Linked DNA regions of Mus musculus: all the other regions are linked to region 1. Evidence: chromatin contacts called from public ChIA-PET, Hi-C, HiChIP or PLAC-seq, Micro-C and promoter capture Hi-C data. All regions are on one chromosome and are shown on one strand. Each heading gives the region's core, a stretch centred on a gene start, on an enhancer-like site or on the middle of the called end of the contact. The rest is flanking DNA. Distances are from core to core; before and after follow the strand shown. Region 1 holds the start of Abcd4 (ATP-binding cassette, sub-family D (ALD), member 4). Region 2 holds the start of Rbm25 (RNA binding motif protein 25). Region 3 holds the start of Nek9 (NIMA (never in mitosis gene a)-related expressed kinase 9). Region 4 holds the start of Mlh3 (mutL homolog 3). Region 5 holds the start of Acot2 (acyl-CoA thioesterase 2). Region 6 holds the start of Eif2b2 (eukaryotic translation initiation factor 2B, subunit 2 beta). Region 7 holds the start of Acot6 (acyl-CoA thioesterase 6).

The links. Promoter capture Hi-C pulls out the DNA fragments that hold promoters and counts their contacts. A called contact is a pair of places that touch in the nucleus more often than the background predicts. ChIA-PET counts read pairs in DNA pulled down with a chosen protein or histone mark. HiChIP or PLAC-seq counts read pairs in DNA pulled down with a chosen protein or histone mark. Capture Hi-C pulls out chosen DNA fragments and counts their contacts.
Region 2: a contact with region 1 is called in a Hi-C map of uterus, with 14 times the contacts expected there. The contact joins the promoter of Rbm25 here to the promoter of Abcd4 in region 1. A contact is called at or near these places in 2 of 484 Hi-C or Micro-C datasets (CD4 T cells and uterus) and 1 of 115 datasets of contacts at active chromatin or transcription factors (microglia).
Region 3: a promoter capture Hi-C map of hippocampal neurons shows a contact between it and region 1, with 2.5 times the contacts expected there. The contact joins the promoter of Nek9 here to the promoter of Abcd4 in region 1. A contact is called at or near these places in 6 of 39 promoter capture datasets (the 3T3-L1 cell line, cranial neural crest, frontonasal cranial neural crest and 3 more) and 1 of 9 other capture datasets (adipose tissue).
Region 4: a contact with region 1 is called in a Micro-C map of embryonic stem cells, with 3 times the contacts expected there. The contact joins the promoter of Mlh3 here to the promoter of Abcd4 in region 1. A contact is called at or near these places in 1 of 39 promoter capture datasets (liver) and 1 of 484 Hi-C or Micro-C datasets (embryonic stem cells).
Region 5: a FOXA1 HiChIP or PLAC-seq map of pancreatic cancer cells shows a contact between it and region 1. The contact joins the promoter of Acot2 here to the promoter of Abcd4 in region 1. A contact is called at or near these places in 1 of 484 Hi-C or Micro-C datasets (CD4 T cells) and 1 of 115 datasets of contacts at active chromatin or transcription factors (pancreatic cancer cells).
Region 6: a contact with region 1 is called in an RNA polymerase II ChIA-PET map of memory CD8 T cells, with 6 read pairs. The contact joins the promoter of Eif2b2 here to the promoter of Abcd4 in region 1. A contact is called at or near these places in 2 of 115 datasets of contacts at active chromatin or transcription factors (extraembryonic endoderm stem cells and memory CD8 T cells).
Region 7: a promoter capture Hi-C map of adipose tissue shows a contact between it and region 1. The contact joins the promoter of Acot6 here to the promoter of Abcd4 in region 1. A contact is called at or near these places in 1 of 115 datasets of contacts at active chromatin or transcription factors (bone marrow-derived macrophages) and 1 of 9 other capture datasets (adipose tissue).

The regions. Positions count from the first base shown.
Region 1 is chr12:84,615,838-84,619,601 of GRCm38.p6, reverse strand. It overlaps Abcd4 (ATP-binding cassette, sub-family D (ALD), member 4), which reads left to right and starts at 2,136. Exons shown (of 19, transcript NM_008992.2): 1 at 2,136-2,319. The coding sequence starts at 2,282.
Region 2 is chr12:83,630,482-83,634,245 of GRCm38.p6, reverse strand. It overlaps Rbm25 (RNA binding motif protein 25), which reads right to left and starts at 2,003. Exons shown (of 19, transcript NM_027349.4): 1 at 1,829-2,003.
Region 3 is chr12:85,337,673-85,341,436 of GRCm38.p6, reverse strand. It overlaps Nek9 (NIMA (never in mitosis gene a)-related expressed kinase 9), which reads left to right and starts at 2,075. Exons shown (of 22, transcript NM_145138.2): 1 at 2,075-2,434. The coding sequence starts at 2,216. Tmed10 (transmembrane p24 trafficking protein 10) reads left to right here. Exons shown (of 5, transcript NM_026775.4): 5 at 1-823.
Region 4 is chr12:85,268,737-85,272,500 of GRCm38.p6, reverse strand. Mlh3 (mutL homolog 3) reads left to right here and starts at 1,902. Exons shown (of 12, transcript NM_175337.2): 1 at 1,902-1,962; 2 at 3,027-3,764. The coding sequence starts at 3,091. It overlaps Acyp1 (acylphosphatase 1, erythrocyte (common) type), which reads left to right. Exons shown (of 3, transcript NM_025421.3): 3 at 1-103.
Region 5 is chr12:83,985,838-83,989,601 of GRCm38.p6, reverse strand. Acot2 (acyl-CoA thioesterase 2) reads right to left here and starts at 1,741. Exons shown (of 3, transcript NM_134188.3): 1 at 1,121-1,741. The coding sequence starts at 1,700.
Region 6 is chr12:85,217,375-85,221,138 of GRCm38.p6, reverse strand. It overlaps Eif2b2 (eukaryotic translation initiation factor 2B, subunit 2 beta), which reads right to left and starts at 1,658. Exons shown (of 8, transcript NM_145445.4): 1 at 1,415-1,658; 2 at 1,197-1,317; 3 at 894-1,042. The coding sequence starts at 1,577.
Region 7 is chr12:84,098,620-84,102,383 of GRCm38.p6, reverse strand. It overlaps Acot6 (acyl-CoA thioesterase 6), which reads right to left and starts at 1,730. Exons shown (of 3, transcript NM_172580.1): 1 at 956-1,730. The coding sequence starts at 1,412.

The DNA of each region.
Region 1 (3,764 bases), core at 887-3,386:
GTATCTGGCTGGTGTTTGTTTGCTTGCTTGCTTAAAAATCAAATCTTAGAAAATCGTACCCTGAAGTATTAAGCTCTTCCCCCTGCAGAAATCTCGGTTACCATCCTCTCAGAGTTTTTTCTGGACCTTCTGTTTCTGTGTCCTAAGTTGGCTGTCCCTCTCTATCATTCCGAAACATTGTTTTCCATTCTGGGGAGCAGAGTGAGGGTAGAATTTTGGTCCTTCCTTCTGCTAAGGGATATTTGACAGCATGGTTTTATTGGCTGGGTTAAGGACAGCTGCTCTGCTGGCATCTTCCAGCTGCTCAGTCCTGAGACATTGCTCAGTCTCCTACAACTCACCCTACAAAGGCCAGGCCCAACAGGCGCAACAGTCATTAGTGTTGAAGTTGGGGAAGCCTATTTGCTTTGTTTGTTTGGTATCTTTGTCATGGACACGAAGCTTTGTAAAGATAACTGAGCTTGCCACTAAGCAAGTCTAAAAGGCTCTGAAAACAACTGGTAATTGTTACTTTGTTGACTTGTTGAGTGTTTGTTCCAGAGTTGACCTTAAGGATCAAGAGCTAGGAAGATACATTTAGATGCAAATGTGAAATGCCATTATTGTTTCCTTGAATCTCTCATTGGGCACTTTAGTCAGTCTATAAGCATTTCATACATTTCTCGTTTAAGGATCGCAGCACTTGGAGGCAGAGGCAGGTGGATCTCTGAGATCCTGGCTAGCCTGGTGTAGAGAGCGAGTTTCAGGACAGCCAGGGCTACACAGTGGAACACTGTTTCGGGAAGAAAAAACAAAAACAAAAACAGAATAAACCAAAAGAACCAAAACAGCTGCAATCTAAACCAAACCAAACCAGAAACCCACTATAAATCAGTAGTGTTGAAAACTGCAAATGTAAAGTGAGGATCCTCTACCCTTTTTTTTTTTTTTTCCCCTTGAGGCAGGTCTCCTGTTGTCCAGGCTAATCATGAACTCAGCGCTTTCTATGTATCTGAGGCATATCTGGAACTCTTGATCCTCCTGCTCTACTGCCTCAGGTCCAGAATTACAGGGTTGAGCTGCCATATATGTCTGGAAAACTGATTTATATGTTTATTTCTGTAGTGCTGGGGCCTTATGTATGACACGCAAGTCGTTTACCACTAAGTCACATCTACCCGACTTAAATGATCATGCTGGGGCTGGTGAGATGGCTCAGTGGGTAAGAGTACCCGACTGCTTTTCCAAAGGTCCAGAGTTCAAATCCCAGCAACCACATGGTGGCTCACAACCATCCGTAACTAGATCTGACGCCCTCTTCTGGTGTGTCTGAAGACAGCTACAGTGTACTTACATATAATAAATACATCTTTAAAAAAAAAAAAAGTCACGCTGGCCAGGCATGATGGCGCATGCCTTTAATCCCAGCACTTGGGAGACAGAGGCAGGCGGATTTCTGAGTTCGAGGCCAGCCTGGTCTACAAAGTGAGTTCCAGGACAGCCAAGGCTACACAGAGAAACCCCGTTTCGAAAAACAAACAAAAAACAAACAAACAAAATCACGCTGGGGAGAGATGGGACGTCCTGGAGAGATGGCTCTGTGGTTACAAGCACTGGCTGCTCTTTCAGAAGCCCTGGGTCTGTAACTAGAGTTCCAGGGACTCCAATGCCCTCTTCTGGACTCTGCAGGCACCAGGCACTCACGTGGTACTCATACATGCAGGCAAAACATTCCTATACATAAAATACATTTTCAAGAAAATCTTGTAAATCGTGCTGGGACCAGGGAGCCAGCTCACCCGATGAAGGCTTTTCTCGCCAATCCTGACAACCTGAGTTGGCTCCTCGGGAGCCCTCATGATGGAAGGAGAAAATTGACTCCTCAAAGTTGTTCTCTGACACTTACGCCCTGGTTCACAGTTCGCGTGAACACACACATAGCTCACTAAATAAATATGTATTTTTTAAATTAATTAATTTTTTAAAAAACAGATCACGCTGTCTTCTCTGGGAGAAAGTTACACTCGGAACTACCAGTTGGCAAAAGAAACCTCCCAGCCCCACAGGGGACGCTCTGGCCACCCGGCCAGCTCTATAACCTCTTGCTACTCTCTTGTTCTTCAGGAAAGGCTGCGCTTCCGGGAACGGCCACAGCGCCGGAGCCGTCTTCTCTATCTAGCGCGTCTCTGTGGTCGCCAGAGTCCCACCCCTTTCCTCCTAGGGCGGGGCCCCGAGCTCTGAGGACTCTGCCCGGGGAGGACACCGGGCTTGCTCGGTCGCCTCGTCGCTTGCATCCCGGGTCATGGCGGTCCCGGGACCCACGGCCCGAGCTGGTGCCAGGTGAGCAGGGCTAGTGAGGACGGCCGGGTTGTCAGGGACGCACTGCCTGGGCAGTGGGGAAGGGGCTGCTCCCCTGCGGGTCCTTCCTTGCAACTTTCCTTCAGTTTGGGCTATTTGGAACCCTGGCTGCACAGAATGGAGTTGACGCTGCCTCACTCTAGGTACTGCGGACCCCCCTCTTTTGGCATCTTCCTCCCTTAGTTTTCGTTCTCAATTCCGATCTGCTCTTGGCACACCCTCCTTTGCATTAATTTTTTTCAGACCCTCTTACTTAAATTATCCTGTTACCTTAAAATATATGTTGACTTTGGATTCATGAATCATGTTGTGATTTTTTAAAAGAGAGAAGTTTTTAAACTGAGCATTGGGTTTTTTAGGTCATCCATGCTATATGACTTTTCACTCCTGAATGGTGCTCAGCGTCACCCTGGATAGATTCTATTTCCCTAGTAAAGGATGCCTGGATTACTTCCAGTATTTCAAGCACCACAAAGTACACCGTAATGAATATCCTGGCAATTGTCTCTTGATAGATAGATACTGATGGTTTCTCTTTAAGTTATCCACCTCAGGATAGAATGCTGAGCCATACTTAATTCTATAATGTTTTGGGGTGGTCGCGTCCAATTTATAGTTCCTGACAGCAATATATAAAGGTTCTAGTGTCCCTTATAACCATCCCCATATTTGGTATTGTTTAGTTTATTTTTCCTAATATGTATCTAAATGATGTATGTAAGATGGTATTTTTTAAAGGTTTATTTATTTATAATATGTAAGTACACTGTAGCTGTCTTCAGACACCTCAGAAAAGGGCAGATATCATTACCGAATGGTTATGAGCCACCATGTGGTTGCTGGGATTTGAACTCAGGACCTTCAGAAGAACAGTCAGTGCTCTTAACTGCTGAGTCATCCCTCCAGCCCTGTAAGATGGTATCCTATTGTAATAACTTTATTTTTATTTTATTGGGGGGGGGCGCATGCACATGCACGTGTGATATGTGTGCCATGACACAGGAATGGAGATCAGGGAACAGGTTTTGGAGTTGGTTTTTTCCGCAGTGGGATCTGGGGCTGGAATTCAGATCTTGGCGACAAACACTTGGACCTTTTGCTGGCTGAGCCATCTTGTCAACTACACTGTGCTAACTTAGTACATTTATTAGGCTCGTGGATTGTCCCTTTCATAGACTGCCTGCTTATATCCTCTCCTCACTTTCCTATGAAATATCCTGATGTGCTGGGTACATCACGTGTTGGCGCACGCCTTTAAGTCCAACACATGGGAGGCAGATGGCAGTCAGATCTCTGTGAGTCTGAGGCCAGCCTGGTCTACAGAGCAAGTTCCAGGACAGTCAAGGCTACACAGAGACACTGTGTCTTAAAAGACCAAGAAAGAAAGAAACACCTTGACATGCGGAGATTCCTTGCATGTTCCAGCT
Region 2 (3,764 bases), core at 754-3,253, 990 kb after region 1:
TATATGGAAGCAAAACACCCAATCAACCCATCCACACAAAATATATTTAAAATTCTTAGCAGAAAATACTTTTGTGACACCTTCCTCACACACAAAAAAGAGATAATCCCAGAATGACTTGATGCCAACATGTTTTTTCCTTGTAAAAGTCCTCAATATCCTTTTTCTCTCCTAGATTCCTTGGTGTACAAGGGTTACCGTCTGTATCCAAGAAGCTAATTTGTTCAGGGAAACACAGTAAGTGGGTGTAGACTCCAAAGTTCCCCACTGAGAAATTACCAATTCAAAAGTTTCATGAAACCACAAGGTCTCAATTCCCTACCAGTGGAGAAAGTAAGGAGCTTAAATATGTTAAAGTCTACTCTAAGTACACAGGAAGAAATGTAAAAAGTCTCTGAAACGTCTGACTCTTAATTCTTAAGTAACACCATTTATTAGTATAAGCCAACATCATGTTATACAAAATTTTAGTGAGCATTTTACATACATTTTTTCCAGTCCCAAAGTCCAACCTGTGAAGTGGATCGAAATGTAACTCTCATTTTACTGATGAAGAAAATCAAGACTTAAAAAAGTTTAATAAGCACATTGTCTGCTTGAATCACAACTGAGCAATTGAATGTCTTATGAGAACACTGAACTCTTTGAAATATCTTTTATAAAAAAATTAAAGTTCTCACAAAATTACATTCGTGGTGTGAATACTCCCCGTTAAACTATCAACCTTTCTTAAATCTATATACAGGCTTACAAGAATCAATATCATACAGCGACCCTCTTACTTGTGGGGAAAAAAAACAAGAGATTTTTAAACTGAAGAGAAACTGAAATTGAGGGTGCTCACAGACAACACACAAAAAAACTGTTTATACAATACTGCCTCTACCTGATTCACCTTATTTCACTAAAGCACTATGATACAAGAGAAGCCCAATCTTTTCCCTCCTTTTGGTCGGCTTTACTCTGACCTGTATCAAAATGGCATTTCCACGTCAATATAAATCCATTATTACATAACTTCAAGATAACCTTCATACTCTTATTTCGAAAACTGTATTTAAAAATCAATACTGAAAACAAAAGGAGGGCAGCATATTTTAATATGAAGAAGGCTGGTGCCGCCTAGAATGAATGGAGAGATCCTTTACAGCATCCCTCCCAATCGGAAAGGGGATCAGACGGTGAAACTCATCACTAGCTCCAACAAGCAGGAAAGGTGCTTTAAAACCAAAAAAGTGGCCACTCGATAAACTCAAGGAGGGGTGGGGCCCGTTCTTTTGGCGGCTGGCACTAGACTACCAGACAGAAAAGAAATCCGTTGGTGGCCCGCACCTCGCTCCAAGAGTGGGCGCAGGCTACTTTCAAGGCGCAGCCTGGAGGCACTTGAGTCCTCGGCCCCGGAAACCTACTGAGAGGTGGCTCTGGAGGCCCCGAGGAGACAAGGGCCTCCGGGCCGACCGATCCTAGCCCTGGCTAAGACAGGAGCCCCGTCAGGGCCCGAGGCGATTCGCTCCCAAACTGAAACGGAAGCCAATAGACAAAGTGGGCGACAAAAAATAAAATAAAATTCCCGGAGGACCGCTCCGGCCGTGGGCCCGGCCTCCCCGGGCTCCTGGTTCACTGGTTTTTCCGAGGCCTTGGAGGGGAAGAGAAGCCCGAGCCGCGTGCCCGTCCCCTCCCCCACCCCGCCCCGTCTCCCCACCCCCCCCCACCCCCCACCCCGCTGGGCCTCCACAGCGGCCCTGGCTTCTCCGCCGCCGCCTCCTCCTCCCGCAGCTGAGGTAGCAGGTCGAGCGGTTTCCTCACGCGTTCGGAAGCGTGGACTCACCCGCCGCTAAGAAAACGGTACTGTCTTCGCGGCCTCTGGGCGTCAGGTGATGGAGTGGGGCTCCACCGGTTCGAGGTGTCTGCGCGCCGCCCGACTCTAGAGACTGGTTCCGAAGCGCCTACTCGCCTAGGCCGCAAAACACAGCCGCGCTGCGCGGGGAGCTCCTGGAGGGCTTCCTCTTGCCCGGCGTGCACTGCGCCAGGAGGCGTGGAAAGGGATAACCATAGAGAAGGTGATGCCTAGATAGTCTCCGCCGTCGCCTCTGACTCATTAAGTACAGAGGGATGACCATAGAGTGGGATTGTCTAGTGGGACCTAGAGAGGCTCGAGCTGTAAATTACCACCCACCCTGCCATTTTTGATTGGAGCCGATTGAATCTTATGACTGTGCGACGCCATCTTGAGGTCAAGGTTCCGGCTGGTTACTCGCGCGGGGCTTGTTACAGGTTTTCTCACATTTTTTGGTAGTTCGTTTTCCAGGAATTAGAACCTTGGTCTCCTGATTCTTGGAGGTTCGATGACCTGATACCTGGGCGGGACCGAGAACCTCAATAGAAAGCCCAGATGTCATTTGTTCTTCGCAAAGTACTGCTCACACCAAGAAATAACTGGCAACGGCTATATTGGGTTTTTTGGACTTTTTGTGCGTACACACACTATATCTTAGGCGAGGTAACAGGGTCAAAGAGGTAACTAGATGCTTGGTATCTTCAGAAACCTGTAAGAATATTTAATGCAACTTTCCGCAGTGTGCGAATGACTAAAAATACTAAAACAGTGAAAATGAATACTCACAAATTACTGGGTTATCCAAATTATGGAATTTATAAGCAGTATCTGCTGCTTTTGTTTCCTGTTACTCAGAAGGATTTTATAATTCGTTTACAAGGAGCTTGTCTCTCTGAAGGTGGAGAGTGAGATTTATTCCTGTCCTGGGAGAGCTGGAGTCCTGGGATAACAAATAGCAAACCTTGGTTGGTTAGTGTATTAGTCAGGGTTCTCTAGAGTCACAGAACTTATGGATAATTTCTAAATAGTAAAGGAATTTATTGATGACTTACAGTCGGCAGCCCAATTCCCAACAATGGTTCAGTCGCAGCTGTGAATGGAAGTCCAAGGATCTAGCAGTTACTCAGTCTCACGCAGCAAGCAGGCGAAGGAGCAAGAGCAAGAGCTAGAGCTAGACTCCCTTCTTCCAATGTCCTTATATTGTCTCCAGCAAAAGGTGTAGCCCAGATTAAAGGTGTGTTCCACCACACCTTTAATCCCAGATGAAAGGCATAGCCCAGATTAAAGGTGTGTTCCTTAACTCGGAGATTCAATCTTCTGGAATCCATAGCCACTATGGCTCAAGATCTTCAAACCAAGATCCAGATAAGGATCTCCAAGCCTCCAGATAAGGGTCACTGGTGAGCCTTCCAATTCCGAATTGTAGTTCATTCCAAATATTGTCAAGTTGACAACCAGGAATAGCCACTACAATCCACCCCTTGTCAACTTGACACAAATAATATCTCATGTTCACATGAAACAATAACAAGGTTGTAAATACGCCTAACATGATATAACTATCCCTCGTACAATCGCAAACGCATTAGTAAATTTACAATGGGCATTCATATTACTTTATAATCCTCGTTTCTGCAACTGGTTACGTGGCCTTAATTGGTATTTATAACTACCTTCCTCTACTACCCATTCTGTATTTCCTTCACCTTCAGCCAGCACCTCAGCAGGTCTTGGCTCTTTTCCTGGAGGATTGACCCATACCTTCATTCCTGATGGGTCTGCGTCCTTTGTCATCCTGCTTGGATTAGGCTGTTGTAGTTTCCCATTGACTTTAATCACAGGACATGGTAGTACTAAGAGACGCCCTAAGGGATCTCCTGCACTCCAGACATAATCTTGCTTACCACCATTGTGAAGAGGTAATCCA
Region 3 (3,764 bases), core at 826-3,325, 720 kb before region 1:
GTTAAGGTTCCAGTTACTATGAACTCAAAAGCCTTTGTCTTATGACTTCCATAAATTCCTCTTGCATGGCATCAAGTGTTCTCTGGTACAATAGTGCCATCTGCTGTTGAAAAATGATCTAAGATCTAAGATCTTAGAATACAAGTCCTCACCATGGCAACAGCAGATGGTCAGAAATCTGTAACATTCATATATCAAGTGATAGGAGAACAATGTAAGTATGAAAAGAATAAACTTTGGGGTCAAAATCCATTTGTAGACTTTTAAGTGCAAAACCATAGCCTGTCTGTCCCATTAGCCTAACAAGAGACTCCTGTTTTCTGACGTGTGCCTTCCCCCCTAAGGAGCAGTGACAGCCGCTCTATTAGATTTCTATTTTCTTTTCTGAAAAATGTCAATTTTTCAGAGAGGAGAAAATAGAGCATTCTGTCCATGTTTTTGTTTCCAAGAACAAGTATAAACTTAAGCTCTGTAGAACTGAAATTCTTTCAAGTCCTTTCGATCATTTTGATCATGCCCAAAACAACCAAACTGGACAACATGCTTTTCAGTTCAGTTGAAGAGCATTTGCCTTTGACAGTAGGCGTGCACAACAGCATATCCGCTTTATAAACAGGTATATTATCTGCTTCCCTCCGTTCCAGCATAGTCAAAATAACTGAGAATCATACAGTTTCAACAAACCTTGTTCCTTACCATTGTCATGAACCCCCATCAGAGCCATCTTCTGTTTGTTAATGGGAAGAGGCATGTGGGATTTATACAGGCTCACCTGTTGGAGATGTTTGTGTAAACTTTCACAAATAAAAGCTAGCAGAAACCATTTGAGGTGTATTTGTCTGTTAATCTTTAGTGCCCCTTTGTCTGGGTGAGCAAGGATTCCTCTATAATTGTTGTTTTTTAAAGCACAGGGAGTGAAAACAGATAAATTAAAGAAAAAAAAAGTCACTGATTTACTGCAGGGCACTTAAGCAAAAGGATGTTTTAATCATTATGCTAATGAAAGAAATCTTGAGCAGATTTCCTCAGAAGGCTAGAGCTTTGAGAGCCAGTAAGATGGCTCTGTGGATAAAGGTTTTGCCATGCAAATCAGGCAACTTGAATTCAATCGGCACACACACACACACACACACACACACACACACACACACACACACACAAAACAGAGCCCTAATCACCTACTCCTTTGCTTTAGTTTCCCACTGTCCACAGGAAACACCAAACTGTACAACATACAAAGTGTACTTCCTGCTTCTGCCCAACAAGTGTAATGGCGCCAGTCCCATAACCTTAGTTTCATCACGCCCTGCCCTTTCCTAATTCTGGGGCCAGACTGCAGGGTTTGCCTCTCAAGTTCCTCCTAACTAGCTGTATCACCTAAAACAATCCCCACCCCACCCCCAACAGACACATAAACATTGTTTTCATGGCGCTCTGAGGATCTGGGGCCATAATATCATTAAAAAAAAAAAAAAAAAGAAAAGAAAAGAAAAACAAAACCCTTTAGCATTGTCCCAACTTAGGCAACCCTGTGGTGGTCATAGTCCTGCAACTTTATAGACTTAATGAAGAAGGAAAAGGAGGAAAAGGAGGAAAAGGAGGAGGAGGAAGAGGAGGAGGAGGAGGAAGAGGAGGAGGAGGAGGAGAGGAGGAGGAGGAGGAAGGAAGAAGGAATTGTTAAAGTTGTCAGAAGTCTAATGTTTTAGCTTGCTCCATTATCTTTGCTACACTATCGCTACAAAAAAAAAAAAAAAAAAAAAAAAAAAAAGGAGCCCTGCCCAACAAGCCAAGTGACAGCTAACACAGTCACAGCTCCTGGGACAAACGTGTCGCCAGGATTAGCCTGGACCACCTCCAAAATGTGACGCAGTCTGGAAAGCTGGTAGGGGGTTGTAGGGAAGCGGTCTGCAAACCCGCCGTGTGGTCACTCTTCCGCTTCCACGACACTCGCGGGTGTGAAGGCCAGCGACGCCCAAGGTGTGCGGGACGCATCTGCAACAAGTGGGCACGCGAAAGGCGGAGGGAAAACCTCGGCGAGCCGGAAACACTAAGAACCGCTTCCGGGTCAGGGGGCAGGAGCCACCATGGAAGCTCCCTGGGCCGCGGGGCCACCTAAGCCGCTGCCTGGCGTCTGAGGCCATTGAGGCGCTAAGCGGCCGGCCCTGCCCGCCGTGGATACGCGGGCGGCTCCCGGCGAGCTGCGGCCTCCGCCGCCATGTCGGTGCTGGGCGAGTACGAGCGACACTGCGATTCCATCAACTCGGACTTCGGAAGCGAGTCCGGGGGTGGCGGGGACTCGGGCCCGGGCCCCAGCGCTGTCCCAGGGCCGCGAGCCGGCGGCGGGGCGGCGGAGCAGGAGGAGCTGCACTACATCCCCATCCGCGTTCTGGGCCGCGGTGCCTTTGGGGAGGCCACGCTGTACCGCCGCACCGAGGTAGCGGCCCTCGGCTCCGGCCGCTGCCGGGCCTCCCCGCGCCCTCCTTCCCGGCCCCGCTTTCCAGTGCTGCTTGCCCCTGGCCCTCTATGGTCAGGCGTCCCTTGGGGTTTAGGTCTCGGGAACCCCACCGTGCTTTCGCTTCCCCTGCTGTAGGACATTGGTTTAATCACCGCTGTCACTGAGCGAGTCATTGAGCGGTCTTTTGCATTTTAGTTTTCCCATTTGTTAATTGGACTTAGCGATAACAACCTCGCCCCCCCCCCCAAAAAAAAAACCTTTACTTTTTTAAAGGTTATTTTGAGGTCCAAACGAAGGTGCTTTGCACATTGGGAACAATATAAAAAGCTTACTTGCTCTTTGGGAACAGTCTGTAAAAGCTTACTTCCTTTCGTATAGCTGTTGAAGGGCGGGATGGGGAGTTGGTGTGTACTTCCAAATAGCCACACTGGCAGCTACAACACACTGCTAGCCCTGTAGGCTTTGTTTTCTTGTTTTTGTTTTTGTTTTTTTCATAAATGATCACTCGGAGGATTTCCTTGATCACCAGAAAGATCATTGTTTGTTTGTTTGTTTTCTTGCTTTTCCTTCAGTGATTGTATAAGACAAATACTTTATTGGTGGAGTTGAGTCTGGAGAAACAAGGACCCCTTTCTTTGAGAACCCAAGGAAGCTAAGTCATTTTTCCCACCTTCTTGCATAAGGTCACAATGGAGAGACCCATGAGTTACTGAATCCAAAATTAAGAATGTGTACTGATTTAAAACCCTGTAGTGAGTCTACCTCCAAAAGTTAACCATAACTTGAGTCTAATCACCACAGCCTTAAAACTCTAGCTTTAGGGTAAACATTTAATGAGAACTTGCTGAGGTTGCAAAAGGTGATTCATGCACTTGCAATTCTAGTGTCTGCTCCCAGCCAGAACTTTTTGTGCTGGGGATAAAACGGGCTTTGCCAGTGCTCAGAAGGCATTCCACTACTGAGCCATACCTCCAGCGTCCAGCATATATCTATGAAAGATGGAAGAAAAGTAGTTGCAAGAAAATATCTTTGTGTTCTTTTCTATTCCAGTAACCAACCCATTAGTGGACATTATCATCTGTAGTCGCCTATGTTCTTATTTGTGCCGATTATTTTCTAGCATTTAAGTCAGTATAGTTAAGTGGCTCACTTTCTCACCGTTGAGCAGTGAGTACCAGTTTCCTATCTCTGTCTTATATGTCATGTTCAACTTGGTTACTAGCTTTGAGTTAATTTTATCACACTTCTCAGAACTGTATGACGCTATCTCTGTCACATGGTATTTATAAGATATGAACTTACAAAGCTT
Region 4 (3,764 bases), core at 653-3,152, 650 kb before region 1:
TATTTTGGTTGCATGTTGGAAAAGTTACCACGTATTACAAGTATGATGAAATACAAATGTGTATAATTCTAACCAATAAAAACACATTAGAACCTTATGCTTACATTGCTTCCCCCCCTCCCTTTTAATCCTTAGTGAACTTTGGGCAACATGATTAATTCGTTATTGTGAGAGGAAAATTTTGGGGTAGTTTAACGAGGTCTGAAAGAGAAGTAACTTTGCCATTTCTTTACATTGTTTACACGGGAGACTTCATGTGTAGCAAGAGCAAATGCCACCAGGTTGGGCTGTTCCGTGTTCACATGACGCACTGCACTAATTACTTTTGGTTTTCAATCCTTTGGAACATCTACAGTCACTCCTTTTCCAAAGGTGAGAAATTCAGATAAAGTAGTTATGGCCTGGATTGCGCCTCCCCTCATTTGTATACCTAAACTACTCTAACCCAAGGACCAATCCCATTGGACTGCTGACTCATAAGAGTGTATGCACCACAGACCACGTGAAGACAGACAGCCACACCCAAGAAGGAATCCTGGCCTAAACTCCAGCTTGTCCTAGAACTGGAAAGAAAAGAAAACAAACAAAAACCCCGGCTACTTAAGCCACCCAGCCTGTGGCCTTTTGTCATGAAGCCCTGGCAAACTGAACAATAATCAGAAGTTTGCTTCATTGGCTCCACAAGTCTGATTTGGTTTGGTTAGTAATTAAATATATACTCATTTAAAACTTTGTCCTAAGTTCCTTTAAAGGGAGGAGGGATGTCCTCCCTGTGGAGATGGCTCAGCAGTTAAGAGCACTGGCAACTTTTCCAGAAGTCCTGAGTTCAACTCCCAACACCCACATGGTGGTTCACACAGTCTATGGCTCTAAGACCAAGGGATCCGATGCCCTCTTCTGGTGTGCAGAAGTACAAGCAGACAAAACCCCATACACATGAAATACATAAATCTTTTTTAAAAAGTTTCTGGGAGGAGGTTTGGATGAAACAGAAGACAAAAACTGAGGATTGCCTAATAATTCTCAAAATATTCTCACTGTGCTCTTGCAGGAAAAAGCCGTGGTGGTATGGGGGTGGGGAGAGAGAGAGAGGGAGGAAGAGAGGAAGGAAGGGAAGGAGGGACCCTGATGTCCTGATTTGCAAATCAAGAGAGTTGGGCTGGGCAGACGTGGAGGTGGGGTGGGGAGTGGGAGCACACCTTTAATCCCAGCGTTTGGGAGGCAGAGGCAGAAGGATTTCCGTGAGTTTATAGGCCAGCCTGGTCTATAAAGCGAGTTCCGGGGCTGTTACACAGAGAAATCATGTTTTGAAAGAAAAACAAAAACAAAATATGAGAGAAAGAGAGAGAGGCTTCTCAGCCCTTTCCAGCTTCGTAAAGCTTTAATTTTCAAGAATGCTCTTGCCAGGCAGTGGTGGCGCACGCCTTTAATCCCTGGATTTGGGAGGCAGAGGCAGGCAGATTTCTGAGTTCAAGGCCAACCTAGTCTACAGAGTGAGTTCCAGGACAGCCAAGGCTATACAGAGAAACCCTATCTCGAAAAACAAACAAACAAAAAAAGGAATGCTCTGCATTCATTCCCTGAATATCTACTTGCCACCAGGACACAGCAGTAAACAAAAAACCAAACTACTTTCACATAGTTTACAATCTAGCGAACAAAGACTAAGGAAACAAGAAAGATATATGTGGAACTACATATTAGAACATGCAAAGGAGACGAGAAGGGGAGCAAAGTAAAATTTAGTAGAAACAGCCTTTCACCCCATTCCGAAAGAGAATAAGACAAAAGAACTAATTGGAACCCGCCAGGTGAAGGGACGCGCAGCTTGGCCACCTTAGCGCCTGCGCACTGAGACGTCGTGCAGACGCCGTCTGGCGGTGTCTCGGAAGCGCATGCTCGGGAGCGCGCGCTCGGCGTTGGAGGTGGTTGGTCGGTGAGAGTTGATGGAGGAGATTCGAGGTGAAGGGGGAAAGCACGTGATGAAATGTGGTCCAGAGAGCTTGTCTAACTGGACAGGAGCAATGGTGACTGCCGCGGGCCTGTCTGGCGGGGCCCCGGCTCCCCCGGAGGTGCGGGGTGGGTGGATTGCGCAGGCGCGGCCCGGCCTGCACGGGATGCCCGACTTTCCAGACCCTAGAACTGCTCATTACACATTCACCCCGTTTGCCAACGGTGGCTAAATGCTGTCGTAGCCCCGGTTTTTCCAGGCTTTAAAAACAAAACAAAAGAGCCTGTCACCTGCCTCACTGTTGTCACTTAAGAATGAGACCTTTAACTACCTAGAGTCTTAGGGTTTGTATAAGAAAACCTGGAATCAGGGTCCGACCACCCCATACACTCACTTTTTATTGCCAAGCTATGTTCTGGGGATATAAAAGACCGAGAGTATCAATATAAAAGAATATCAGTAATAAGGGCCTTTCTGCAAGCTATCAAGCTACACAGGAGCAGGACTTAAATATCAAAGGAGTTTTACCTCCCCCACCCCCACCTCTTCCTGAGAAAGTAATGGCTTACTGTGTCTCCTTGATAGATTTGACTTTGACTTAGTCCCATTGTTTTTTTTACCTTCTTACTTACAGTGTCTTAGAACATCAAAGGATTTTCTAAAAGCCGTGGTTATTGTGTAAAGTATAAATGTTATGAAACTAGCTTGGACTTTTTTCATGAATAATTTCTAGCTAATGTTTCTTAGCTGCGTTTAATTTAGGCATCTGTTTTTAGTGAAGTGCTTAGAAATTTGAATAGTGTCTTTACGGATCAGCATCTAGCGTAATTATAATTTCACTCTAGGGCATTCATTTTAGGAACAGCGAAAATTAATGAAATTATGAATGCTTTGGAATTGAAGCTTGTTATACCAGTGCATGAGTTTTGTGTGCTGTCTAGAAACTAGAAGTATACTTCCCTTTCGCGTTTTGGTTTAATACTCTAACTGTAGTTCTTTGTAATAGTCGAGAGAAATGGGTGATGTGATATAACTGAGGTTTGCTAGAGTATGTGTTGTGTTTTGTTTCCTGTAGGTGATTATTTTCCAGTCAGAGAAGGAAGCCAGTGTCTGCCACTCCCTCCACATGTGTCCCTGCCATGATCAGGTGTCTATCAGATGACGTAAAAACCAAGTTGCGTTCCGGTTTAGCCATAAGCTCCTTGGGCCAGTGTGTTGAAGAACTTACCCTTAACAGTATTGATGCTGAAGCAACATGTGTGGCCATCAGAGTGAATATGGAAACCTTCCAAGTTCAAGTGATAGACAATGGACTTGGGATGGCGGGGGACGATGTAGAGAAGGTGGGAAACCGGTATTTTACTAGTAAATGCCACTCAGTGCGGGACTTGGAGAACCCAGCATTTTATGGCTTCCGAGGAGAGGCCTTGGCAAGTATAGCCGACATGGCTGGTGCTGTGGAGATTTCATCCAAGAAAAACACAACACTGAAAACCTTTGTGAAAATGTTTCAGAATGGAAAAGCCCTTGCCACCCATGAGGCTGATTTGACCAGACCAAGTGTGGGGACTACAGTAACGGTCTATAACCTGTTTTACCAGTTTCCTGTGCGGAGGAAAAGCATGGATCCTAGACTAGAGTTTGAGAAAGTTCGGCAGAGGGTAGAAGCTCTCTCACTTATGCACCCCTCCATTTCTTTCTCTTTGAGGAACGATGTATCTGGATCCATGGTTCTTCAGCTCCCTAAAACCAAAGACATATGCTCTCGATTCTGTCAAATTTACGGATTGGGCAAGTCCCAAAAGTTAAGAGA
Region 5 (3,764 bases), core at 492-2,991, 630 kb after region 1:
GGTGGCTCACAACCATGTGATGGGATCTGATGCCCTCTTCTGGTGCATCTGAAGACAGCTACAGTGGACTTATATAAATAAAATAAGTAAGTCTTTGAAAAAAGAGGCTTGTCTTCCACATGACCAATTTAAACAAGAACAGAGCAAACACTGGGCCAGCACCTGCTCACGAACAGATGCATACTAAGATAGAAGGGGCCCTTGAAAATTCCTTCTTCATCATGCCCATGGGTGTGTGTGTACCTCTCTTTAACCACTTTTAGTTGTCATTTAAATATTTTGTTGATTTTGCTTACTTAGCCATTTTTGTTGTTGTTATTTTGAGGCAAGACCATCTAATATACCGGTATAACCCAGTAAGGCTCTGTAGCCAACAATGAACGAGAGCTTCTGGTTCTCCCACCTCGACCTGTGGGTGCTGGGATTGCAGTGCTGTGCCTTCTTGCCAGGTTTACCCTGTGCTGGGGATAGCACCCAGTACTACTCCAAGCAAGCACTCTACCAACGGAGCCACACCCTCTAGCCCAAGTGTATGAAGCTTGTCTCAATGTCAGAATACTAATGGCTTCTCCTGAGAGTTCTTTCCCCCATCACTGCCTGAGAGTTCTGTTGATTCTCCTGCCTCCTTTGCTGGAACCTCCATATGCAGCTAAAAACCAAGAAAAATTAAAAATATTGGAAACTTCGTAGAAGAGTGCTTGCCAAGTTTGAGTTCCCACACTGCCACAAGAAAAGACAGAAGACATTCTAAAAGAACATTAGGGGATGTGGGTGTAACACTGCGGACTTTATTATTAGGAGCCTCTCCCCTTGTCTTATGATGCCCTTTTAATTTAGCAGCGGAATTGAAGGACCAGCTTCAGGCAAACAGCATCACTATAACAGGCTTCTTCCGGTCCAGTCCAGTCCAGTCCAGTCCTATCTCCTTCCCACCAAGTCCTAGATCATTTGGAGCTACCCTTTTCTTCACTTCTGAGTTCGAGGCCAGCCTGGTCTAGAGTGAGTTCCAGGACAGCCAGGGCTATACAAGAAACCCTGTCTCAAAAAAAACCAAAAGCAAACAAACAAACAAACACCCACAGGGAACTTTGAGCAAAGGGAAATGTGGAGGGCTGCTCACCTGGGGGCAGGAAGAGCGTGGCGCGCACCCGGCCCTCTCGTACGGGCACGCGCCGCACCCCGGGAGCCAAGAAGTGACGCTCGTGCACCGCCTGCGCCAGCCGCTGCCCGCCATCGGGCTCGTGTCCGTCCAGCACCTCCAGCTCCACCAAGAAGGGCGTCTGCACGTCGCGCTTGATCAGGCGCCAGAGAGGCCGTTCGGGCTCCATGGCCCAGAGCAGCCCCATGGGCTCGAGCCCCGAGAAGCTGCCGCCCAGCGCGGGCGCGCGCGCCAGGTTCAGCTCGCCGCCAGCGTCGGCGCGGTAGCGCGCGTGGGCTCGGAAGAGCGCGCCCTTCTCGTCGCGCAAGGCAGAGCGCAGCGTGACGGGCTGCTCGGGGGCCAGGCCGCGCACGGCGATGCTCAGCGGCTCGTCCCAGCAGCTGCGGCCCTCGGGCTCTACGCTCAGCGTCGCATTTGTCCGCGCCCAAGTGGTCCGGCCACCAGTGCTGAGCGGCGGAGGTACAAACAGCCGCGCCCAGCTCTTCCAATCCTGTTGGCACAACCTGCTTGCTCTCAGGACAGCGAAAGACGAGGCCACCATTTTGCGTCGTTGACTTCAGCCCTCGGTTCCGCAGAGAAAGTTAAGAGATCCTCTAGTGGCCAGCTGCCTGCCTGCAGTCCTTAGACTGAGCTGTGTGCTTGCTGAGCTGGGAGGATCACAGAGCAAAGCAAGCAACAAAAGCAAAAGTAGTAGTGACGCTTTGACTAAGGCGTCTGTGCGTTAAGACTCCGTTATATCCGGAACCTAGCACTGTTTTTCAGGTGCTCTTTACCCCATGAAAAGTGGGCTGGACCAGGGCTCGCTCTTAAAAGCCTCTCACCCAATGAAACCTCCAGTCGCCAAATTCCTAAGGTTGCAGAGTCAAGAATGTGAGATTGCAATTGAGTTTCATCACGTCCTAGAGTAATAGACACTCGTTACTAATCTTAGGACTGTTCTTTCAAAAACGTGCATCATGATATTTTGTTTGTGTGCTGTTTGCGCGTGCTTAGTCTACACATTAATGTCCATGTCCAATGGCCTTAATGTCTCATGGGCTGTGTGACCCTTTACCTACATTCCACACTCGTGTAAAAATAGTCAAATGATGTCATAGTTTACATTGAGCTCGTCTTTTGACCCTCTAGGCAAACACTTTTTCCTACTCATCCCGGATTTTACACATTTCCCAAGTGTTATATAAGCTATTGCTTCCAATCAGTGATTTTTTTTTCTTCCAAGGCCTTAAACCTTACAAGGATTATTGCACATCTTTATTATTACAGAAACCTGAGACTATATAAGTTGTATTTGTCTCTGTTCCTAAGAAGACAACTGTGTTAGATTTTGTTTACTTGACCCAAACTAGAAACACCTTGGAATAGGCAGGGATCCTCACTTGGGGCAATGCCTGTATCATATTGGCCTATGTGTCACTGATGGTTTGTGTGGGAGGACCTAGCCCACTGCGGGAGGTTCCACGCTGGGCAGGTCAGCTAGATTTTATTAGAAAGCTGGGGGTGGGGATGGGGCCTGGAGAATTAGCTCAGAGGTTAAAAGTACAGGCTGTTCTTCCGAAGGACTTGAACTCATTTCCCTCAGCCATAAGGGAGCTCACAGCATTCTGCAAGTTCAACTCTAGGGATCAGAGACATACAAACGGTGTGTGTGTGTGTGTGTGTGTGTGTGTGTGTGTAGGGAAACAAGTCATTGCTCCCCTGTGGTTCACGCCCCCTGCTTGAGTTGCTGTTTGACTTTCCTCAGGAAATGAATGCCAAATACACCTTTTCCTCCGCTAGCTGTTTTTGGTCGGAGTTTTATCACACTTATAGAAAAAGCAGGCTAGGGTATCTACCTTGAAGATCTTGCCCAGGCAAAACTTTTCACCGAGTTTCAAATGACCTCGCACCGCACTGGTCATGGAACTTGGAAATAACTGTTTTTGTATTGCTACTATGGATTCTTCAACCTTATTTTGTGCATCCAGTCCCAGGAACCAAAAAAAGTAAATAATAATAATAGCTTATTTTTAATCCTAATAAGAACCCTATTTGGTGAACAATTAGAACCAGAGAGCCTGATTTGCTAAGGCACACACAGCTAGGCAACTGGAAATGCTGGATTCTACACCTTAGGGCACCATTCCCTGCCTATAAGGACCTTTAAATTCTTTAAGTGCCTCTCATGCAATGATGTCCTATATTGAGAAGAGAATTTAGAAAATGCACTCAAATACCTCCCCTCCACACCCAGCAATCTGTTAAAAAAAAGAAAAAAAAAAAAAAGACTATCATTCTGGTCTAAGACTACCTGTTAAAGGCAGTGCCCGGGAATGAGTTGTTGCAGCAGTGCTTGTAACACTCCAAGGTCCCTAACCATGTTTACTATGACATGCTGGGCAGCCAGACTATATGATTAAAATGAAGTATTAAAACTACAATAAAAAGCCAGGTACACTGGCTCATATCTGTAGTCCCAGCAGAGGCAGGAGAATCACTGCAAGTTCAAGGTCAGCCTGGGCTCCACAGCGAGCGCCAGGACAGCCAGGAGTACTTAGACAGCCCTTGTCTTTTAAAAATAATAATACCTCTAATCCCAGCACTTGGGAGGCAGAGGCAGGCAGAT
Region 6 (3,764 bases), core at 409-2,908, 600 kb before region 1:
TACAGGTGGCACCTAGTTTGTTTGTAAATTGTCTAACTTATTTTCAGTGCATGAATGTCTTGCCTGCATGTATATCTGTTTGCCTCATGTGTGCCTGGTCCCTGTGGAGGTAAGAGGAGGACATCGGGTCCTCTGGAACAGGACTTACAGGTGGCTATGAGCCACAGTGTAGATGCTGGGAACTAAACCTGGGGACTTTACAAGAGCAGCTTAATCGCTGAGCCGTCCATCTCTCCATCCCCAGTACCCAGTGTTAAATCTCTGAAGAACAGACTGTAACAAAAATCTGCAAGTGAGGATGGAGGCGGTATGTATATAAATACCTCAAAGGGGTGGGCATGATGGCTTAGTGGGTAAATGTGCTTGATGGGCAAACCTGGAAACCTGCCCTCCATCCCTGGAACCCACATAAAGGGGGATGCGCAAATTCTACAAAGTTGCCCTGTGACCCACACACACACACACACATACACACACCACTAATAGTAAACATTTTTTGAAGTCAAGATGAAGTTTAGTGAAAAAGAAACTTCCAAATGCGGCTTTGGGGAACTCGTTTTCTGTTTTTTGCAGCACTGGGAATGAAACCCAGAGCCTCAAGTAAGGCACTCTTCCACTGAGCTACATCCCCAGCAAGTTCATTTGCTATAAAATAAAATAAAATAAAATAACTTCCCCTAAAAGAAATCTCTCGCTTAATATACTGTTAAAGAGCAGGTCTGTCTTGAAAGATGCAGTTACTATAAGCTTGGTGTTTTCCATCCACTCCTACCAAATGGGTGTTCAAACCAGAAGACTGGTGATCTCGCCTATCCCTGTCAATGCACAATTTCTAGGGGACTGTTTCACTTGCCTGCGACCTAACTTGTCCACTTAGTGATCAGATCTCTTACCCAGTTCCACCAGCAGCTCATTAATCGCCTCAATGATGTTGGCCTTAAGTGGGGCAAAATGGAAGCTGAAATCCTCGCTCAGGCCTCCGGATGTCAAGAGTTTGTGCAGGGACTCCTGCTGATCGCTCTCGTCACTGCGCCCGTGCAGTCTATGGAGGCAACAAGACCCAAAGAGTGATCACTGGGGCAACGGGAGCAGCTCAGCCACAACAGAGGCTTCAAGCTGATAGGTGGCACGGTTTAACAACCAAAAGCCAGCACCCCTTGGTCCCACCAGGAGCCCACCCAAGCTGTGAGTTTGACCTGCCATACTCCTCCCGGATGATCTTGAGGACTCTCCGCACCATATTTCCCACGGTGGTCTCGGAGGGCTGCGCAGCCGTCATCCTCCTGCCCTCTCTGCGGATCAAATCCATAAGGTCCCCTGAAACCCAAGAGAGACCGAGTGAACGGGGCAGGCGCGCGGTGAAAGTGAATATCAGCTTCAGGAATAGAACAAGAACGAGGATGAGTTGCCGCACCCGCGTTGTTCCAGTGGTGGTCCGTGATAAGCCGGCGCAGCAGCCCCAGGGTCTCCCGAGCCATGTCCTCCGAGCTGCGCTGCCCGCCACCTCGCTTCAGAGTCTCCACGAAGCCTTCGATCCTCTCGGACAACTCCGAGCCCTTCGCCGCGGCACCCGGCATTTCCAACACCGTCCCGGGACTCACTTACAGAAGCCTCAATTGCCAAAGCACTGTTTCACTTCCGGGCCGAGAGAGGTCAACTTCCGCTCGGTGAAACATAATTGAGTTCGTGGAGTTGTAAGCCCGCCCCTCCCTCTGCTGAGGCCAATCAGAAACGTGTTAGGGCGGAGCTGGGCGCACCGCCGGGAAGTGACGGCTGGAAGGGTCCCCTTGGGAGTCTGCGCGCCGAGCCGGGAGGCCCGGAGGACGCTGGCCAGTCTGGTTGCTATGGGAACAGCGAGCGGCTCTCCCGCCCTGCGACCAGCAGAAGTGGCTTTCCTCCTTCCTGGCTCCATCGCTGCCTGATGCTTGGCAGACGCCTCCATGAGTGCGAGTCCAGGGCTCGAGACGCCCAGAAAAGTGCTGCTGCAACGCGGGTTGAACATGTTCACCTTTTCCAATGGGTTCCATTCCCCACCGACTTTATCTTTCTTTTCCCCGCTCGGTGCAAGGAATTGAACGTAGGATCTCACAGGTGCTAGGCAAGTGGTACCACCATTCCTATTCCTAGCTCTTACGTTGTTGTTTGCTTTTTTATATCCTCGGCCTCGAAAGCCCTAAGGAATGTCACTAATGAAAGAGATTCAAAGTAGAAGCTAGCCGGGCTGTGGTGGCGCACGCCTTTGATCCCAGCACTTGGGAGGCAGAGGCAGGTGGATTTCTAAGTTTGAGGCCAGACTGGTCTACGAAGTTAGTTCCAGGACAGCCAGGGCTATTCAGAGAAACCCTGTCTCGAAATAACAAACAAACAAAGTAGAAGCTAATAGGACACCAAGAATGCTGTCCTGCAATTTGGAGGCCGGCGAGTACATGCAATGTAATAAGTCCTTCCATTGACCCGACACTTACTAGGTATTGAGTGCTGTAAGTTCTTACTGTCATACAGCTACATGAGGTAGGTTCTCCTCCCCCGGCTTTACAAACTGAGAAAGAGATTCACGGTATTGAAGCAGTTAGGGAGGTAAAAAGGCTGTGCTTATCCTGGGTCCCCTGAACCCAAACGGAATTAGAATCTCTTATTTATTTAAGATAAACGTCTTGGGCTGGCGAGATGGCTCAGCCATTAAAGGCTAGGCTCACAACCAAAAATATAAGATAAATGTCTCAAAAGTGAATCTTCCAGACTTTTAAGACTTTCCTTACAGCTGATAAATTGTCTTCAGAGGGATTAGATCGGTATCAAAATCATATAAAGATAGTACAGGAAAACTGTACCTGTCATTAGCAAAACAAAAAGAAAAACCTAATAAATTACTAGAAAAATAGAATGCAGCAGTACATTAAAAAGTAAATATTTGCAATCTCTAAATAGCATATTGTTTAATTTGCTGGGGTCTGGCTCACCTGTATCTTTGCTTTCAGGGCCGACTCTACTGTGTTGCCCAGGCAACGTGCAGGGCCAGCTCTCCCAAGTGCTACAGCCAGTGGGGCAGGGCTAGCTCTCCCCAACTCATGACTCTAGGATCAGCTCTCCTGACTACTGCAGGTGGCAAGGCAGAAGGGAGAGGGCATCACACCAGTACCTGTACCATCTCACCCCAGAAAGGTCAAAGAGGCCAGCTCTCCCACACTCTGTCCTCTCAAGACAGCTCACCTGGGTCCCCTCCACCAGGGCTGTGCTGCCCAGATGAAGTACAGTGCCCACCTGCCCAGGTGCTCTAGTGGACAAGGGACAGGGCTAGCTCACCCACTCTCATGACCTCAAGGCCAGTTCTCCAGACTTCCTGGGGGGGGGGGCATCACCCAGGCACTCACACCACCTCTGGCAGAGGTTGGCAGGGGCCAGCTCTCTCTTGCTCTCACCCTAGGGACTGGCTGACCCAAAAACCCCTCAACCAGGGCCAACCCTACTGTAATGTTCAGGTGAGGTGCAGACCCAGTTCCCCTCACTCTGATGACCCTAGGGTCAGCTTTCCTGACTGCCTCAGGTGGCTAGGGGTGAGTGGGCAAGGCCATCTACCCCCTGCCCAGATCACCTCACAGCAGAGGAGTGGTGGGGCCATCTATCAATGTTGTACATGCTTACCAACACATGGTATCACCAAACATCTTTATAGAAAGTAGGCATAAAAAGATCCTTCAGGATTGTTTTAATTTGCATTTTCCTGCTTGCCAGTGATGCTTGTGTTTTCCCACATTTATCGACCT
Region 7 (3,764 bases), core at 481-2,980, 520 kb after region 1:
GGCGGTTAACAAAGCCCGGGAATCCTGTTTGGGCTTCGAGGCCTCACAGCATTTTACAGGCATTGCCTCTGGTGCCCAGCTTTTTACCTGGGTATTGGGGACTTGAACTCAGTCAGATCTTCATGGTTGCCAAGCAAGCAATTTACCGACTGAGCTGTCTCCCAGCACAATGTATCCATTTGGAACAGAATCATTTTGATCTGGGGCTGTTCAGTATTTGGTGGGAAGGGTAGAAAGTTAGCAGGATCGCTGGCCTATACTAGCTAAATGGAAACAGCACCCCCTCCCCCAATACACACCTTCCACCGCCACCAAAACGTTTCTCTATGTAGTCCTGGCAGTCCTGTTACTTGCTCTGTAGACCAGGCTGGCCTTGAACTCAGAGATCAGCCTACTGTCTCCCCAGTACTAAAGGTGTATGTCACCACCGCTGGGCTCCAGTCTTCATTTTTGACAAGCACAAAACTCTGCAGATATTGCCAAATGTCCTCATGAAGGGGCAAGGATAACTCTAGGTTGAAAACCACCACCAGCATGTTTATGGTAGGGAAAGGTTTTGTAGTAAACATTTTTGTGCGCTTTAATGGTTAGGGAACATTGTCTTCATTTGTGGGTTAAAGGCTCTTTGAAAGTTTGATGTGAAAGGAGGCAAAAGTCACTCTTACTACAGGCATAAGTTATCAGTACTCCCTCCCTCGTGTGGCTGGCATTTAGTGGATTTCAAGTTGCACTCCCTCTTCAGCATATAGTTGAGGAATTCATGGTGTCTTAAAGGGAAGGAAACTTGGTAGAAAATTTACTCTTAAAGAAGATTGAGAGAATTTGGAGAGTGGGGACAAGGTTACTAAAGTTACAGTTATGTGACAGACCCTACATGGAGTCTATTCAGGACCAAAAAATAGACTAGGCTGTGAGCTTAGGAACCGGGTGGGTAGGTGGGTGGAGAGCTGCTCACCTGGGGGCAGGAAGAGCGTGGCGCGCACCCGGCCCTCGCGCACGGGCACGCGCCGCACCCCGGGAGCCATGAAGTGACGCTCGTGCACCGCCCGCGCCAGCCGCTGCCCGCCATCCGGCTCGTGTCCGTCCAGCACCTCCAGCTCCACCACGAAGGGTATCTGCACATCGCGCTTGATCAGGCGCCAGAAAGGCCGATCGGGCTCCATGGCCCAGAGCAGCCCCATGGGCTCGAGCCCCGAGAAGCTGCCGCCCAGCGCGGGCGTGCGCGCCAGGTCCAGCTCGCCGTGGGAGTCCGCGCGGTAGCGCGCGTGGGCTCGGAAGAGCATGCCCTTCTCGTCGCGCAGGACAGAGCGCAGCGTGACGGGCTGCTCGGGGGCCAGGCCGCGCACGGCGATGCTCAGCGGTTCGTCCCAGCAGCTGCGGCCCGCGGGCTCCACGCTCAGTGTCGCCGCCATTAGGAGCTGGAGGCCTCGGGGAGCGCCACGCGAGTCCGGAGCGGAGCCTGGCCTGCTGTGGAGCCGACCTGGTGCGTCTCTGGGAGTTCCCGACCCCTGGCTCCCGTGCCTCAGACAAGACAGGAACAGAAAACCGGCTGACTCTATACAGGAAAGATGTGTGAAGTCAAAGTAGCAGCGGAGCTCTGCCAGGACAGAGGATTCTGCTCACGTGGTGTTGAGGATAGGCGGTGACACTAGATGAATAAGATCGAGGCAAAGTCTGGCCCTTTGCGTGGATTCAGTAGTAGCTTTCTATAAAAACAAACAACTTTAAAATACTGTATTACTTTTATTTTAGGCCTTTTTTTTTTTCTACTTTAGGGAAATATGAAAGGCTAGATACTTTATAAAGAACAGAGATTTATGTCTTACAGTTTTGAAGTCCGGGAAGTCTACGTTGGAGGGGCCCATATTCAATCTCCTGTCATACAGTAGTGGAAAGCTAACAGCACTCAAATTGGGTGTAATGACTCAGACACAGGAGGATCATTGTGTTAGGCTGACACTCCCCGTCCCCCATCCCCCCCACCCCCCTGCAGAATAGTTGTAGCCATTCTGTTCTATGCCTGCCAGCTATTTCATATTATTGCTGTAACATGCCTGCCAGTCACTGACACAGAGAAGTGACTTGGCTCAAGGACATGTGACCACATACCCTGTTTTGTTCTGTATTTTCTGAATGAGATTTGCTACTCTTAAGAAATTACATGGGGCTGGAGAGATGGCTCAGTGGTTAAGAACTGACTGTTCTTCCAGAGGTCCTGAGTTCAATTCCCAGCAACCACATGGTGGCTCACAACCATCTCTAATGAGATTCAAGGCCCTCTTCTGGTGTGTCTGAGGATAGTGACAGTGAACTCACATACATAAAATAAATAAATAAATAAATATTTTTTTAAAAAAAAGAAATTTCAGAAAGCTTTATGTAGGACCCATTAAATCAAAGGTCAATATGAACTGTTATGTTTAAAATAACCACCAGGTAGCCCTTCCTGCGCCTATGAAATGAGGTCACTCTGGTTTTCATAACTGACACTGAAGAATGCTACTAATAAGCCCCAAAGTTGTGACTATAATACGCATGCTGTTATCTCAGTACTCTGAAATTCCCCTGTTCACCACCCATCCACCACCTACCCTACCTTACTCAGCACCAATCAGCTTAAAGGTTAGCTGATAATACTTTGTCTAGTAAACCAACTGCTCCCCTCCTTGCCCTTTGAACTTTTGAACCTGGTTTTTCCTATAAAAAGTCTACTGTGAGAGCAGACTGGACTGCAGTTAAGTTCCCAACAAGTCCCTTTTGCAGTACTGGATGCCCAGTATTAAGGTGTGCGTTCAATAAGCTACTCTTGCTTAACTGAGGTCACTGTTAGTTTGGTTTGAGTGGCAATTCCTGAACCCCAATAATTGTAATTCAAAGCAAGCCTGGGTTGCATAGCAAGATCCTGTTTTAAACAAACACACACAGATGGAACAAAGCACACAAGAAAAAAGGCCACACTCATCCTTCAAAGAGAGAACTAGAGATGACCCACCCCTGCTGTAACTCACTCCATTCACCAACATGGAGTTAAAGTTTCTACCTAGTCTTACAGGGGCAGTGGATATGGAGTTTCTATCACCCGATGCCGGGTGATAGTGGTGCATGCCTTTAATTTCAATACTCGGGAGGCAGTGGCAGCTGGAGCTCTGAAGCAGCTGGGTCTCTGAGTTCGAGGCCAGCCTGGTCTAGAGTGAGTTCCAGGACAGCCAGAGCTACACAGAGAAACCCTGTCCTAGAAGAAAAAACTGTCTTTTCTGGCATACAAGCTTTGAGAGACACTTTGAAACATAGGAAACACACATATGAAAAGAATAGGTTGAATGTGTCAAGTGAATTGATACACAGAGACACACAGGCAAACCACCTAAGCACAAGATCTGGAAAAGAAACTCTCAACACCAGACCCTGGGAGCCACTCTTCCGCTCCAGGCATTCTTTCCCAAAGATAATTGTTTTAATCAGGTTTGCATTACTGCAAGGAGATATCCCAGGGCATTAATTTATGGGGAGAAAATGTTTAACTAAAGTTTCTGTAATCCAGTCCAAGATCTGGGGCCTCCACCGACGGAAGCCTCTTGTGGGAGTAATGTGGTCAGCAAGGTGAGGTCCACCGACATACACATCACATCACGCTTTAGAAAGACAGACATTAGGATTCTACAACTCCATTCACGGGCGCACTCCAAGTGGCCTAAAGAAGTCACTACCTCCCTCCCCTCCTCCTTGTTTTTCTTTTTCATGAGACAGGGTCTCTTTGTGTAGCC